Linked DNA regions of Bicyclus anynana: region 2 is linked to region 1. Evidence: chromatin contacts called from public Hi-C data. All regions are on one chromosome and are shown on one strand. Each heading gives the region's core, a stretch centred on a gene start, on an enhancer-like site or on the middle of the called end of the contact. The rest is flanking DNA. Distances are from core to core; before and after follow the strand shown.

Region 1 (7,453 bases), core at 1,715-4,214:
AGCTCCTTGCTCTTGAAGCTTTGTAATTTACTAGCAGACGCCAAGTGGCCGCGTGGTTCGCGTTCCCGTAAGGATACATGGATAAAGCCAATAGCACTCGGGGATGGTGTAGCTTCCCAACAGAAAGAATTTTTAAATTCGGTTCAGTTTAGTTTCAGAGCCTATTCAACAAATTTCCTTTTTATAGTATTAAGTATGAACTAGCAGACGACCCACGGTTTCACCCGCGTATTATAGTACCTATGTCCCATTTTTTGCCTTCTTTTTTTTAAAAGAATATTTGCTACATCTTTTATAATATGACCAATATTCCTATTGCCCTCCAACGAGTCGAGAAAGACTGTGCTAGGAGTGGATACGACAATAGACCAACGGGACAGAGATCGAACCACCAACCCTCGGTGATGAGTTCAACCGCCCTTACCGTTGAACTACTGAGGCTTATCTGACTCTACAGCCTTTGTTTGTCAAATTAGGCTTTACTTTACATGAACTTTTGTAGTAATTTTACCGTTATTGTTGTAAGCGGTTGATAAGGTGTTTGGTGTTTTCCAGGTGGAGGGAGTGGAGGCGGGTGCGGGCGCGGACGCGGGAGCGGGAGCGGGAGCGACGCGCGAGGGCTGGCGGGAGCGAGGCGCAGCGCACGCCCGACTGCAGGCGGGCGGCGCGCACGCGGGCTTGCTGGGCGGCAGCCCGCTCTCACTGCTGCAGGGCATCATACCCGGTAACTTTAACTATAAGGCACTCTCTTTGGCGCGGTTCGCTGTGCAGTGGTTTTCAACATAGAGGTCCTAAGTTCGGTTCCCAGCTCGGTCCAGTTTAGGATTTAATTATTTCTAAATTGGCTAGTTAGTTTACCGACAAAGACGTACGTACCGCCGAGCGATTTTAGTTGGAATATGGGTACAGGAACTCGTGCCTCTTCCAAGTAAGCCCGCTTCTATCTTGGACTGCAGCATCAATAACATCAGTGCGACTAACGAGATACCTAATATCGTGAGAAGAATAGACAAATTTCAACTTCACTCACTTTCACTTGGTCGCATGTTAGCTCCTACGGATATAAGATGTGCAGCCAGTGGCGTGCACTTCATAGATGCAAAAATGCACTGCCTACTAAGGACTCAATACATACCAATAATTGGGCAATATTTTTTTTTTTTATTCTTTACAAGTTAGCCCTTGACTACAATCTCACCTGATGGTAAGTAATGATGCAGTCTAAGATGGAAGCGGGCTAACTTGTTAGGAGGAGGATGAAAATCCACACCCCTTTCGGTTTCTACACGGCATCGTATCGGAACGCTAAATCGCTTGGCGGTACGTCTTTGCCGGTAGGGTGGTAACTAGCCACGGCCGAAGCCTCCCACCAGCCAGACCAGGACAAATTAAGAAAATCTCAGTCTGCCCAGCCGGGGATCGAACCCAGGACCTCCGTCTTGTATATCCACCGCACCACTGCGCCACGGAGGCCGTCAAATTGCGCTGGAATATCAGTGACAAGGCAAGATTCATAAACCGATCGCTTCAGTATCTGTATACCTAAGCGAACACCAAGTATACCTACACTATTGTCTGCTGTGACGAAAGATGCAATTAATGTCTACCAGCAACGTCGGTGCTATTGCGAAAACAACCACTCGCTGAGGCGTCAACGATTTCGATAATTTACGCGTCGGTCGATAACGTTAACGAGTATAATAATAATATCCGTTGAGTTATCCATCCGTAATGAGTACTCGTATATATTTTACGTAATAGAATGAGGTTACGCTGATAAATCTTTTACCATATTTTTCCATCTTTTGTTAATTTTGAGGTGAAACCACATAATATGGCATATACCTACCTGTACCTATGTATGGAGCTTCTCTCGCTCGTGAAGGTTGTTTCTAACCGACAAATCCTATAACTCCTCTGCTCATACTTCGACTGATCACGAACAATAGACCAAAAAAGATATCTATTTTTAACCGACTTCCAAAAAGGAGGATGTTCTACGTTCGGCTGTGTGTATGTTTTTTTTTACTTAAAAATGGAGTTCAAAGAATCCACCGTAACATATATTCATACATTGCAAGTTAAATAAAAGCTTTTAAAAAATGTCTTTCCCGTCCAACTAGTCGGAAATTACTGTTAAAAGCTGGTACAACAACGGTTCAGTGGGAATCGAACCGAGACCTATCGAGGATGAGTCCGGGCCCTTTACCGTGGAGCTATTGAGGTGTTGATTTTTTTTTTATTTTTTACAAGTTAGCCCTTGACAACAATCTCACCTGATGGTAAGTGACGATGCAATCTACGAATAAAACAGAAGCGGTCTAACTTGTTAGGAGTAGGATGAAAATTCACACCTCTTTCGGTTTCTACTTCTTCTGGCGGTAGGTCTTTGTCGGTAGGGTGGTAACCAGCCACGGCCGAAGCCTCCTACCGTTAAATTTTGTACTTCAAAATTTAACGCTCAACAATTAGGTACGTAAATTAATATAATAATCAATAATTACCAATAAAAAAAATACTCCATCCTATTTCTTTAGTTTTTGAAAACAGTTTTTTAAAATATTTAAAAACATAAACCGCCATTTTTCTTGAATAATATTGAAAATTATTGACGCGACGCTTTGTGTCGTACCTACCATAGATGATACATTATATATTGAGGTACCTACTGACTCGAGAATTCGTTTTTGAATTTCGTATTTGTGACGGGTACGACATCGTCGTGTTCCGTACGCTTCATCTGTATATTATTGATTAATCTGTGGTTATCTAGTAATATGTTTGATATTACTGTCGCAGGCACGAAGTGGTGCGGCACGGGCGACATAGCGGCCGACTACCACGACCTGGGCGCCGACCGGCCGCTCGACCGCTGCTGCCGCACGCACGACCTGTGCCCCAGCAAGGTGCGCGCCTTCTCGCGCCGCTACAACCTCACCAACAACTCGCTCTACAGCAAGTCGCACTGCACGTGCGACGACATGCTGTTCGACTGCCTCAAGGCCACCAACACCTCCGCCGCGCAGCTCATGGGCCACATTTATTTCAATATAGTTCAAGTACCGTGCTTAGAAGACTATACATCGGGGAGACGGTTCAGGGATGCTAAGTTAGGGTTTTAGCGACATCTAGTGTCGGGTAGCCAAATTAGTGAAACTTGTGAAATAGCGCCATCTTGTTACTAGTAATTACGTTAGTTATTTGCACGGATTTATAGAAACGCTGTATATTTTTTGCATTTATAAAGTAATGAAAATATTTGTGTTGGCGTGAAATGTAACTGTAAATAATTTGTAAAGAATAATAAAACTAATTAATGATAAAATACACGTTAAACCTGTGATATGTCTGTGCCTTGAATTGTTCTTTATTGTATAATTAGATGATGGCGCTAAACATTTCACATACCTACTTATTAGTCAAAATATATTTTAAAATAGTGAAGTAATTATTTATTTGTCATAATTAAGATAATTAACACAAAAATCTTATTCAAAAGAACTTGATCGTTTATACATACAGTATTATAGCACGACTATGACTAAATGTTATTGAATCGCTATATTATAATGTAAGGTGTACCAAATACAACTGTTTATTTTATTAATTAATGTCGTTTTTTTTGGCTAGCCCGAAATTCCTTTCACAAATCTCGCGGAAACCATTGATTTTCTGGGATAAAACAACCTATAAGTTGTTTAATGACCTCCTCTATTCTTGAGTGAAAGATTCATTAGAATCTGTCCAACCGTTCCAAAGTTTAACCTGGACAAACAGAAAGAGACAGACACTTCAATTTTATTTATATGTATTGATATATTGATTAAAGGAAAATATTTGTATTTAAATGTATTAAAATATTTAATTATATATTTCTCCTTCTTCATTGGTCGGTTAGAAATTTAAACCCAATAAATACTTATCTCTTCTTAATCTACTCAACTCCTAAATACCATAATCACAGAAAACATACAAATATGCACTTGGGTATTGTACCCGTTTCTCATTCAGATTCAATAAAATTTTCGTTTTATCTGTAGGTAGTTCTTTATTCCTAGGATCTGTGAAGGAAATCATTTGTAATCTTTAACAGGCTCAAAAAAGACTATAATCTCCCGGCGTTAAACCTAGTTTATACAAAAACTTGGGCTTGAAAAGGTTAGAACTTGAAGCTGTAAGCCACGTAAATAAATAAAAGTTATCCTTGATGACCTCAGACCAATTACCGTAAAATGGACTTGTATCTCACTCCCGTTTGTGACCGCGCTCAAATTCACTAAGAAAATTGTTTGTCGTTTTCTAAGGGAGACGAGATAAACTCGCATAACAAAAATATTTAACAACAATAAATATTATCCTGTGTCCTACACACAACTATAAATTTTAAATCGTAATACACACTCGTGTAATTTTAACACAATCAAACATCAAAACATCTATTTTAAAGATGCAGTTTGTATGAACACGTTAGATCATGATCATATAGTTTTGTCAGAAGGGTAACCTCTAGCGAGGTAGGTCATAAAGGTTGGTCTGAGGTGATAGCAGTTTTTTTTTTAACCATCTGGCATCTGTGCGAGAAACTTCATTTGTCATCTGTGGCGAGATACGTCAAAAATGTCAATCTGTGATGTCAATGACGTTTGTACAGGGTTCCCAACTTAGGGGTTTTCCCCCCAGATTTAGGGGGCAAATAAGTGAAATGGGATTTTTTTAGGGGTCTGAAATTTTTAGGGGTATTTTCAGGGATTTTTTGACTCTTTAATATTTTTAAATTGATGATAATTTTAATATTTCTTTCTTGGCCTAGCGACTTATTCAATTCAATTCAATTCAAAGCCTTTATTAATCCTTACATAAGTTTTACATAATTTTTAACAACATTAACAATATATATATATATATATTTTTATTATTATGTTATTTATATTAGTATGTTAACGTAACTGTTAAACGAGTAAGTTTTAGTAAATTAGTGTTAGTCTTGTTTCTATGTAAAGACCCCTCATTGGGTATAGGCCTCCTCCAGCCGATACCACTCGCTTCTATTCTTAGCGTCAGTGAGCCAGTTCCTTCCTGCTATTTGGACAATATCATCGCACCAGCGGGTCTTTGGTCTGCCTACTTTTCTTTTTGCCTAGCGACTTATAACGACATATAATACGTTATTCTACAACCGCTCTGAGGCAATTGGAGGCCATTTTCATCGAATAAAAAAAATTGGTAAAGGAGAATGCCAGATCCTGACCCAAACAAAAAGCTCAAAATGGCTAGAATCCAGAGCTGCGAAGTCAGATCAAAATGTAAAAATAAACTGTCATAACACTGTCAAACTATCAAAACTCGTAATATACACAACTCCGAATTATTTTGAAAATAATAAAATCACGTTTTTTTGTAATGTATTGCATGTGCTAAGTGCTTCTGTATTTACAAAAAACCAATCATGACGCTTTATCGTTATTTATTTCATAATAAACTGCACATATACTTAACCTTAAAATCAAACTTCAACTTGGATTTATTTTTATACCCCTAGTTAGAAAGGGTTAAAAGGTAATATTTGTTTAATAGTACAAAAAATCCAATAAAATGATATATAATATATTGTTGCAAATTATTTTTTTTTAGTGGGTCAAACTTCTATACATTGTCTGGCATTGTCCTTTGTTCATTGTCAACATGTATGATTTCAAAAAATCTGAATCTTCAGATAAAGACGTAGTATTTTGTCTGTATTAACTATAGACTTTTAAAACATATGACAGCATATTATTTCTAAATTATTATGAATTTATATTTTTTAGGGGGACAACCCAATAATTAAGGCGATTTTAGGGGATTTTGACACCAACTTTAGGGATAAATATTTTGGAGAGTTGGTAACACTGCGTTTGTATAATTAATTTTATTTTCACGATCACTCACGTACATTTTTTAATGTCTTGTTTTCAAGAATTTGATTTTTCGTTAATCGTGCATAGAAATATGCTTCAAATAGGATAGAAGGGAAATAAATAACTGCGATGGACGAACAAGTCAATCCGTCCAGTGCGCCAGCTGGGTCTAAAGGTGTGTGGTAAACGGTGCTCGATACTTGATGTTGTCTGCAGGAAGTTGAGAAGTGTTTCTGTTTTAAGTTGCGCCTGGGGCGGAGGATGGTACAGCAGCAGAATCTGCGCGGCGGGATCTCGAGGAGGAGTTTAACATGCAGAGAGCCAGGATGAAGGAACTATTCCTGCAGAAAGAAGGTGTGTAAGAGACAGGTGGACTGGGGTATATGTATTGACTTTGTGTTTACATAACATTCTTCTTTATTGAGATGGTTTTATTGACTAATTATCTGCTAGATGCAGATGCAAATAGGCTACAATTTGAAATATTATACATTTTTGTGTTCACATCCTGTCAACTGCTTTCTTATTGCCAGATAAGCCCACTAAATTTGGTAACAGAATATAATTTAAGTGATTTTCGTCATCAGCACATTAAAATATGTTTATATTCACTTAAAATTGGTCTTGTTTGTATAAATAAATTTAAATAACTTTCAAGGTTAAAAGCAAACAATTACCACAAAATTGTTATTATATTATGTGCTGTATTGAATTTCTGTATACATTAGTTCTAATAATAGAGACTTATGTGTAAGTTCAAAAATAAGTTTTTATATTCCAGTAAATAGTTGGTATGAATAATTTAATTTAGCATACTTATGCCATTTGTGTTAATAATGAGTCATTAACATAATACCACAAAAATAATAACTTATTTTTAGTTTTTAAAAAGAATATATGCCATATCTTTTATGAATATGATCAATATTCCCCTTCTCTTCCAACTAGTTGTTGAGACTATTAGGAGTGAATTTTTTTTTAATTTCTCCACATTATGATATGTACAACAATATAACTGTGTTAAATTATAATTTAATAATGTGGGGACTGGTGCTCGCACTGGGTGCAAAACCTGTGTTGCAAGACACCAGGCCCTATCCCCGCACCTAATAGGTTAGTAGATAATCCTAATAATATTAACAATGAGTGGGTACAACAATAGTTAAATGGGGTGGGAATCGAACAACCTCCTCTGAGTGATGAGTCTGACCTCTTTACCGTTGAGCTATTGACTTGCTATGCTCTATGAGCTTTAAGCTAAACTACTTGAATACTGAAGAATCTGTAACATGACTCACAACTAACAAGTTACATTTGAAATAATCCTTGATTTAGTGCTGTTTTTGTTCAAATGTTGACTATGATGAGAGTGCATATGCTGTGAGTGGCAAGGTAGGCAAGCAGCATGCTGGATTAGTCAGAATCTACTGTAATAAGTAGTTTTATGTGATCTATTAATAAAAATCAATATCATTTGAAAGGCTGGGGACAAAAGAACAGTGCCCTATGGGGGAATCTATATAATCAATATCTAAAATTTTGCATTGAGCAGCTTA
Region 2 (7,453 bases), core at 3,202-5,701, 40 kb before region 1:
TAACCCGAATCGTACAAGGCGTCTAAAACATGTAGAATGTTAATAGTAATTGGGTGCATAAATATGTCAATATTTCAATTGAATTGTTGAAAATTCAATTGTATTATAGCTTCTTGTCCTTGACAATAGACATGATCTTTGAGATGCCAAGATAATGTAGATTAAAATGAGATAGAATATGATATAAAAAGGAAGAATCAGAATCATAAGAAATAGAAACAACCAGATAAAATTGAAAAACAAAGAACATATTTATATTTAATGACGGCAGCTATGGTATATCCAAAAAGTAACAAGGTAAAAAGAATAATGGTATATTGTTACCGTTACCCGTTAGAAGGAATGACACTCAATAGACGAATCTGCTTACCTCATTAGCGGTGGCGGGGCGCATAACGCACTTCTTGGTGTTTCTTATGCACATGCTGTCGATTGAATTCTGGATGGTTTCCTCCATGCTCCTGATGGCTCTATCAGTGGACTTGTATGACGCTAAGGCTGCCGGCGCAGTCATTGGACTCTCAAGTATCGAGCCGCGCGTGCTGTTACGACCAGAGTTGTACACGAAAGGTTGGGATTCCTCGCTGTGATCTGAAGGAAACGTGACATTCAAATCGGCCAGGGTGTCGTTCGTTCGATCGGTCAAGATTTGATCGCATTCTCGATCGGAAGACGCGCTAGTTTCATATGTCAGTTTTCTAGAAGTTGGAGTATTCTTACGGACAGGAGAATGAGTTCGCGTTTTGTTACCTTCAGAGGCATGATTTTCACTTTGAATTTTTTCAGGAGCTTGGTGACTTCTATTATTATGTTTCTTTATGCTTCCAGTGATGTCCCTGGATTTCTTCAAAACGTCGTCGCAATAATTAAGGTAATTGTTGGTTTCAGTCAAAGTAACGTGTACTGGACTGTCGCAAGGGTTTTGTTGGGGCTTATGGTTTATCACCTGGCTCAGACTCACTGGTCCTCGATCGGTCGTAGCTCTGTTTTTGTCGACCCAAGCTTCTTTTACTTCATTCGGAGATTTGGGACAGATTGTCTTCAATTGGGTGAACAGCAAATTGTTCTGCTCTTCGAAAACGTGCTGCAGTAACATTTGCTCTTTCTTCTGTTTTTCTACCAAATTGGCCATTTGAATAAGTTGCTGTTTCTGGATTTTATCATATAGTTCTCTAACACGCGTCGCTGGATCATCTGACTCTGATAATAGTTTTTGTTTATTAGATTCAGTCGCATTTTTGTTACTGGCTATAATTTGAGTAGGTGTCTTAGAGGTATTTTGAGCTGTCGGCGAATTTTGTACTGGACTCTTCTTTGTCTTCCGTATTGGTTCAGATCTATTGACGCTTTTGGGTGGAGTCCGCTTTTGTCGCTCTTGTGACAATGATTTCGCTTTAGTGGATGATGGTGTTTTTTTAACGGAATACGCAGCTTCAGTTTTGGCATTCTGAGCACTTTTAGAATCACTCTTAATTGTTTTCTTTAGTTCTAACGCCATTGAAGACCACTTCTTTTTAGCAGACTCTAGGTCCCAACTTCTTCGTTTTTTATATGTACTACTAATGTTGGATAAAGATTCACTCATAGAAATTGATGTCACTTCTATTCCTGTATTCATTGATTGCACTTCTAAATGTGCAAGAAGCATAGGACTTGGTTTTAAAACAGTATAAGACCTTTGTCTTACTAAAGGTAGTGCCTGAGTATCTTTTAAGCTTTCTATATGAATTTCATTCAAAGAACCAGTAAAGCTTTTAGAACTTAGGGAAGAGGGGCCATCATGGTTGAAATGTATATCTGTTGCTGGATCTATTAAAGCATTTTTAGTAATACTTACGCTGAAGCTCATTCTCTCATCTTTAAGAGTGCTATCAAATCCGTTATTGTTATCATTGTAGATAATTTCTTTTTGGTCTTTTATATTATAGTCGCAATCACGTTCAGGTAAATCATTGGGAGGTGCATGGGAACTAGTCACACTGTCAAGTAAATTTTTACCAGTTTCATTAATACTGAAACTGAGATCTACCATGAACTTGGAAGATAATTTAGATGACGCGCTGTCTGTATCTGTGTATAAGTTAGAAGTGATGTTATCAAAGGTGTTGCTTATTGGATGAACTCTGCTTATTTCACAATCATCAAGACACTTTTCTGTGGTTACTGTTTTTATTTTATCTGCTTTACAATTAAAATTGCCATGAATGTCATCTTGAGATAGCTCATAACTATGCTCTGATTCAGGGAGGTCAGGAGCGTCAGTTTTATCCTCAGTTGACTCAGTATCAGTATCAAAAATTAACGGTTTGAGGGTTTGTATTCGTTTTTCCACTTCTTTTGCAAGTAGTTTGTAGTACTGCATCTCTTTGCGACATTCTTTTGACAACTGCAAAGATTTTGATTAGCTTTGATAGTTTCAAAACAATTACAACAACATTGAAAAATAATTCACCTTCATATGGTCTGGAAATAGAATCTTTTGCAATTTATAGTAAAGCTTAAACAGAATCCAATGTATAATTACTTGCAAGCTTTTTGAAAAGAGGCACATAATACATACAATATAATTTATTGCAGTATATATTTATATTTTTATACATAGACTAACTGAAAAACAGAATGAAAAAAGAAACCAATATTATTAAAAATGAGTAGTTTTAAATTGTCACTGTTCTGCTAACTAATAAATTTTTTATTATGAATTGGTTCCTGTAATTGACTGCATCAGAAGAACCTTTTTACATAAAATATTAAAACATTTTATGTAAAATTATGACAATTTTTAAAGGTAAACTAGAAAGAAAAACTAAATTAAATAAACTACACTAATATTATAAAGAGGAAGGATTTGTGAAACAAATAAACTCAGAACCACCCAATTTGAAAAATTCTTTCATCAATAGAAAGCTATAATAATGTATTAGGCAGTAATATAATGAATAATATATCACACTATGATTAATAGGATTAACAGAAAAGAAATTTATTTTTAGAAGCTTCTGTAATGGTAGTAATTGTAAATGTATTTTATAAACTTAATTATTAATCCTTAATAATTTTCCTTGACATTATCTGCTTTTAATGAATATTTTAAGATATATCACAGTCTTAAAATAACCCTAAGAAAGAGCAAGCAAGCAAGAAATAATTCTCAAACAACTACACACAAATTTATGCTGAGAGCATTGGCTGAGTGTAGAATAATATAAATAGTTTTATGTAAATATTTTCTATGCACACTGAAGTAAATTAACTCTGCACATTGTTTCATAATTCTAATTAGAATTGCTCTTGAACAAAGCAAATGTTCTAGTAACTAGCCTGCAAGTGAGTGAATCACTATGCATATCTAATGCAACTATGAATATACTGATACAAGTAAATCTAGTTATTTACTCATTATATCTTTTAAGTGAAGAATCAATGAATGATGAATAAATTTCCTACTTATTTTACTATACTTTGTCAAAAAAAGCAATAAATCCATAATGCAATGCCAACTTTACCCCAAAAATCTCTACACAACAAAACCAGTTTTTTTTTCAGATGTTCACACTACAATGTTCAATTTTAAGGTGTCAATCAAGACAAAAGATAGTAAGAAAAGAAAAATAAATGAATTCATCATGAATTTCTATGAAAATACCTATTTCTAATCAATAACTCTTTCCTATTACCAAGTCATACAACCAAAGGGTGATATTGTTCAAGGCTTATTGCTTAACAAGCAAACAAATGATGGTATAGTGTGAGGGTCCCTTGATATTTGGTGTTATGCTTCAACAAATACAGCACCATATTTAAGAACTTATATGAATAATTTCTTTATCCACCCTTTTTTTGTCATATTAAGTGTGGAGACACCACAGAAGGGAGTGGCGAGGCGAGGAGTGGCTCCAGAAATTACAAATAAGGCGTACTATTACCGAATTGTTATATTTTAAATATAGAATAAAATAACAAACTTACAACTGGCGGCAGGAGTGGCACCCCATTTATCTTCATGCAGGACATGTACTGGTTTGATTGCCTCACCGATTTTACGTCCCACGGATCGTTCATTGCGTCGATTACCTCACGATCCCGATGCAGATTTCGCAGTCCGCATTCTAAGCATAAGCTGCCTCAATAAACCTCATATCCGACCACTAAGGAAATTAAACATTAGCAAGGTAGAATCTACCAATATCCGGAGAAAAGAAAATTGGGAACACGAAACTCGAATCAAAACGATGTTGTCATGGAGAGCTGAGATACGTAATTAGCCGGGTAAAATAATTTAAAATATGCATCAAAATTTACATCTTATGCTATTTTAATTAAGTTTTGTTATCAACATTCGGCATCAAGTTTTTTATTTCATAGCAAACCATAGAAATGACATAATAACACTTGAATTTTTGAATTTTTAAATGTTTACCAATGTTTACTTTGTAAAAATCGGAATCGAAACAATGCCATAGACATCATAGACAAAGTATGTTGTGAATGTCAAGACGACACGTCATTATTTATGGTGTTTACATCTTCATTTGTGGTCTGTGGTTTACATCTTAATTAGCGAGCAACTTTACGCTACAAAACAAATAATACAAGCCATGTTACATGAACTTTTTATTTAATTTTCAAGTTAGTGGCCTGCATTCTACTCTATGGGCCACTAACACTTTTTATTTATCACAACTTTAAAACTTAGATACATAGATGTCAAAGTATAAAACGTTAGTCGAATCTGTATCTGTAGATAGAAGTGCACAAGCACAAAACAAAGATTAAAGATGTAATTTACAGATCCGTCCTACTCTGTGGTCTGGGCTAGGGATGTCGATATTTGAAAACTATCGATGTTTTAATCGAAACCTGTATTTGTGAATGAGTTCATAATTTGTTTCGTAATTTGCATTAGTCGCGCGTGAGGCCGTGAGTACCATTGATAATCGATTATTGATTCCGTTAAATCTATGTTAGGATATTTTTCGTATAGTTGCTATGCATCTATGTTTTTCCGTACAACGATCATCGAACATCGCTGATAATCGAGAGAGACACATAGATACGAGCACCCCTAGACGGCCTGATTGATGTCAATGTCATTGTCAAAAAAATAAAAATAATAACAAATTCAAAACCTTAAAATTTGCAATTTGCCTTTTCGGACTTTTAATAAATTAAAAGTTAATTTGAAAATCGATACCAATTTATGCTATTCCATTTTACCATCTAGCCAGATAATAATGAGTAACACGGATCCCGCCGCCAAGAACGCTATACTGTGTTTCTCCTTATCTTGCCTAGTATTTACTGTTTCACTGTTTTCCTCCAGCGTTCTCGGATATACTTTCGAGCTATGGGCGCTAACGTACTGGGGCCCGGGGCTTTACTTCTGTCTATTCAACTTCGCTCTACGATACTCCTTAAAAGGCTTCACATATGATGTAAGTAATAGATCCAATTAGTTCGCAATAAACACTGCAACTTAACTAAAACACGACGTTTTGTGAAGAATAGTTGTTTTCTGTATGGAAACTGAAAGTTGGTTAAATTATTAATTTTGATACAAGTTTTAACAGTTTTTGGAGGCCTAATATGGTCATCAATCTGACATCGGTATTACCGTTTTTTTATAACAAGTCACTTATGTTAAGTAATATAAAACGTTGTATATTTACTCTCTATTTTATATTATTGACTTCTGATTTAAATATAATCGCACAGATTTAAACTTATTTTCAATATAATTGTTTTTATATAACTTTTCTTACAAAATAATACTTATCTAGCAAGTTATAGTCTGCATTCAACTTGTAATCCACTTACACAAAGCTCATGGTTGCTCAATGAAAAAAACAGCAAAGTTATAGTATCTGTATAGTTTTGTAAGTTGCAATTTCAGAGTGGAGTATGAGTTTCGCTCATGCTGTATAAGTAGCTTAATGTTTGTGTAATATTAAAAGTTAACAATAAGTTTAACTGAAGTGGTTTTTGAAGTTCTCATTTCTATGTTAATAATTCTTATACAAATAGGCTAGAGTCTTCTTTTAACAATCGTAAACTCCTGTGACACTCTTCTGCTCCACTCTTCCATAACAAGTTGTAATGAAAAATTATTTAAAATTAATCATAGTAGGTATAACTAAAACTTAAAACAAAACATAACATAAATTGCATATGTGTATGTGCGTGTGTGAATTACTATCATAATATTATGTTAATAACTAGGACCAAAAGCTTAAAATGCTCATTCACATAGCCTAGACTAATGTAGCTGCAAACTGCCTGTTTAATAAATTAAAATGTTGTTTGTAAATTATTTAATTAACTATTTCTGGCATTTAAGGACTGGTACACATAAATTATTTAAAAAATCTGTTATATTCTTACAGGTGGCAGTGAGGTCTGCATTCCTGGGGTCAGTGTTTGCGACGGGGCTCTATTTTGCTATTTCTCACACCAGCTACCACATATTCGGACTGTATGCAATGGCATTCTCAATGTTCCACTTCTCAGAGTTCCTCTCTGTAGCTCTGACTAACCCTAAAACGCTGTCAGTGGATTCATTCATATTGAATCACAGTGTGCAATATTGGATTGCTGCTATATCCAGTTGGGTTGAAGCTGCCATTGAGAATTACTTCTTTCCTGGTAAAAGTACTTTTCTTATATTTATTGTTAAAAAAATGTATTTTAAGGGTCTACCACATACATAATTCACACTTAGCTTTAGCTGAGTGTATATTAGAGTAAAAGCAATGTCAATTTGTAACATATATTATTATGTATTCTGTGCTTATATCAAAACTTTGTATTAGTTGTCATAAGTGGTATAAAGGACACATACAATTCTAATGCAACTAAGTATTAAAAACATTCTGTAGTTTATTTGGCCTTCAATTTTAAGCTAGTAAAATGTTTTTGTTGAAAGTGTAATCCTAAGATGCTAAAATCCATTCAATGAGATGCTAATATTAAGAGGCCTATGATTAGGGTAATAACTAAAAGTAAAAGAAGACCTCATCTATTGCCGCATTTGAGTCTACTAGTTTAAAAAACTGCAAAGTCCAAAATGAAGCAAAATGAGTTATCTATGTTACAAAAATCTATAGACACATAATAGAACATGTTTAATATCACCCAATATAGCTAAAGACAATGAAAAAATTATGTCTGCAACAAAAACAGCATAGTCCATTGCTGATTAAAGCAAAATCAGCAAAGTCCATTTCCACCAATCATGTTGTGTCCTGCCACTTGCCAATAATATGACAGAATGTGCAATGCTTTATTGTATTGTTTTGATTTATGTATTGTATTGATCATAAATCAGCAGAAGGAAGAATCTATCACACTTTTTGATTGGCAATTGGTCTTGGTTCCAGGTATGAAGTCTGTGTTCTGGCTCTCTCACATTGGTGTGGTGATGTGCATAGTGGGGGAGGTGTTGAGGAAGATGGCC

Evidence for each region. Hi-C and Micro-C count contacts between places; a contact is called where the count stands out from the background.
Region 2: a contact with region 1 is called in a Hi-C map of whole body, with 7 times the contacts expected there. The contact joins the promoter of LOC112046463 here to the enhancer-like site in region 1. A contact is called at or near these places in 2 of 2 Hi-C or Micro-C datasets (whole body and whole larva).

The regions. Positions count from the first base shown.
Region 1 is chr14:618,717-626,169 of ilBicAnyn1.1, reverse strand. LOC112046466 (rab GTPase-binding effector protein 1) reads left to right here. Exons shown (of 16, transcript XM_052885662.1): 2 at 6,022-6,072; 3 at 6,141-6,251. The coding sequence starts at 6,027. It overlaps LOC112046471, which reads left to right. Exons shown (of 4, transcript XM_024083094.2): 3 at 556-724; 4 at 2,800-3,607. The coding sequence ends at 3,122. Among protein-coding and RNA genes, the nearest start is that of LOC112046471, 32 kb to the left of the region's middle. Within about 2 kb of position 2,964, at least 8 of the 8 cell types and tissues checked have open chromatin away from gene starts, as enhancers often do.
Region 2 is chr14:660,176-667,628 of ilBicAnyn1.1, reverse strand. It overlaps LOC112046463, which reads right to left and starts at 4,451. Exons shown (of 6, transcript XM_052885660.1): 1 at 3,970-4,451; 2 at 2,453-2,607; 3 at 371-2,386. The coding sequence starts at 2,551. All of the region lies in intron 1 of LOC112046466 (rab GTPase-binding effector protein 1), which reads left to right. It overlaps LOC112046477 (protein-S-isoprenylcysteine O-methyltransferase), which reads left to right and starts at 5,091. Exons shown (of 5, transcript XM_024083104.2): 1 at 5,091-5,435; 2 at 6,384-6,642; 3 at 7,377-7,453. The coding sequence starts at 5,235.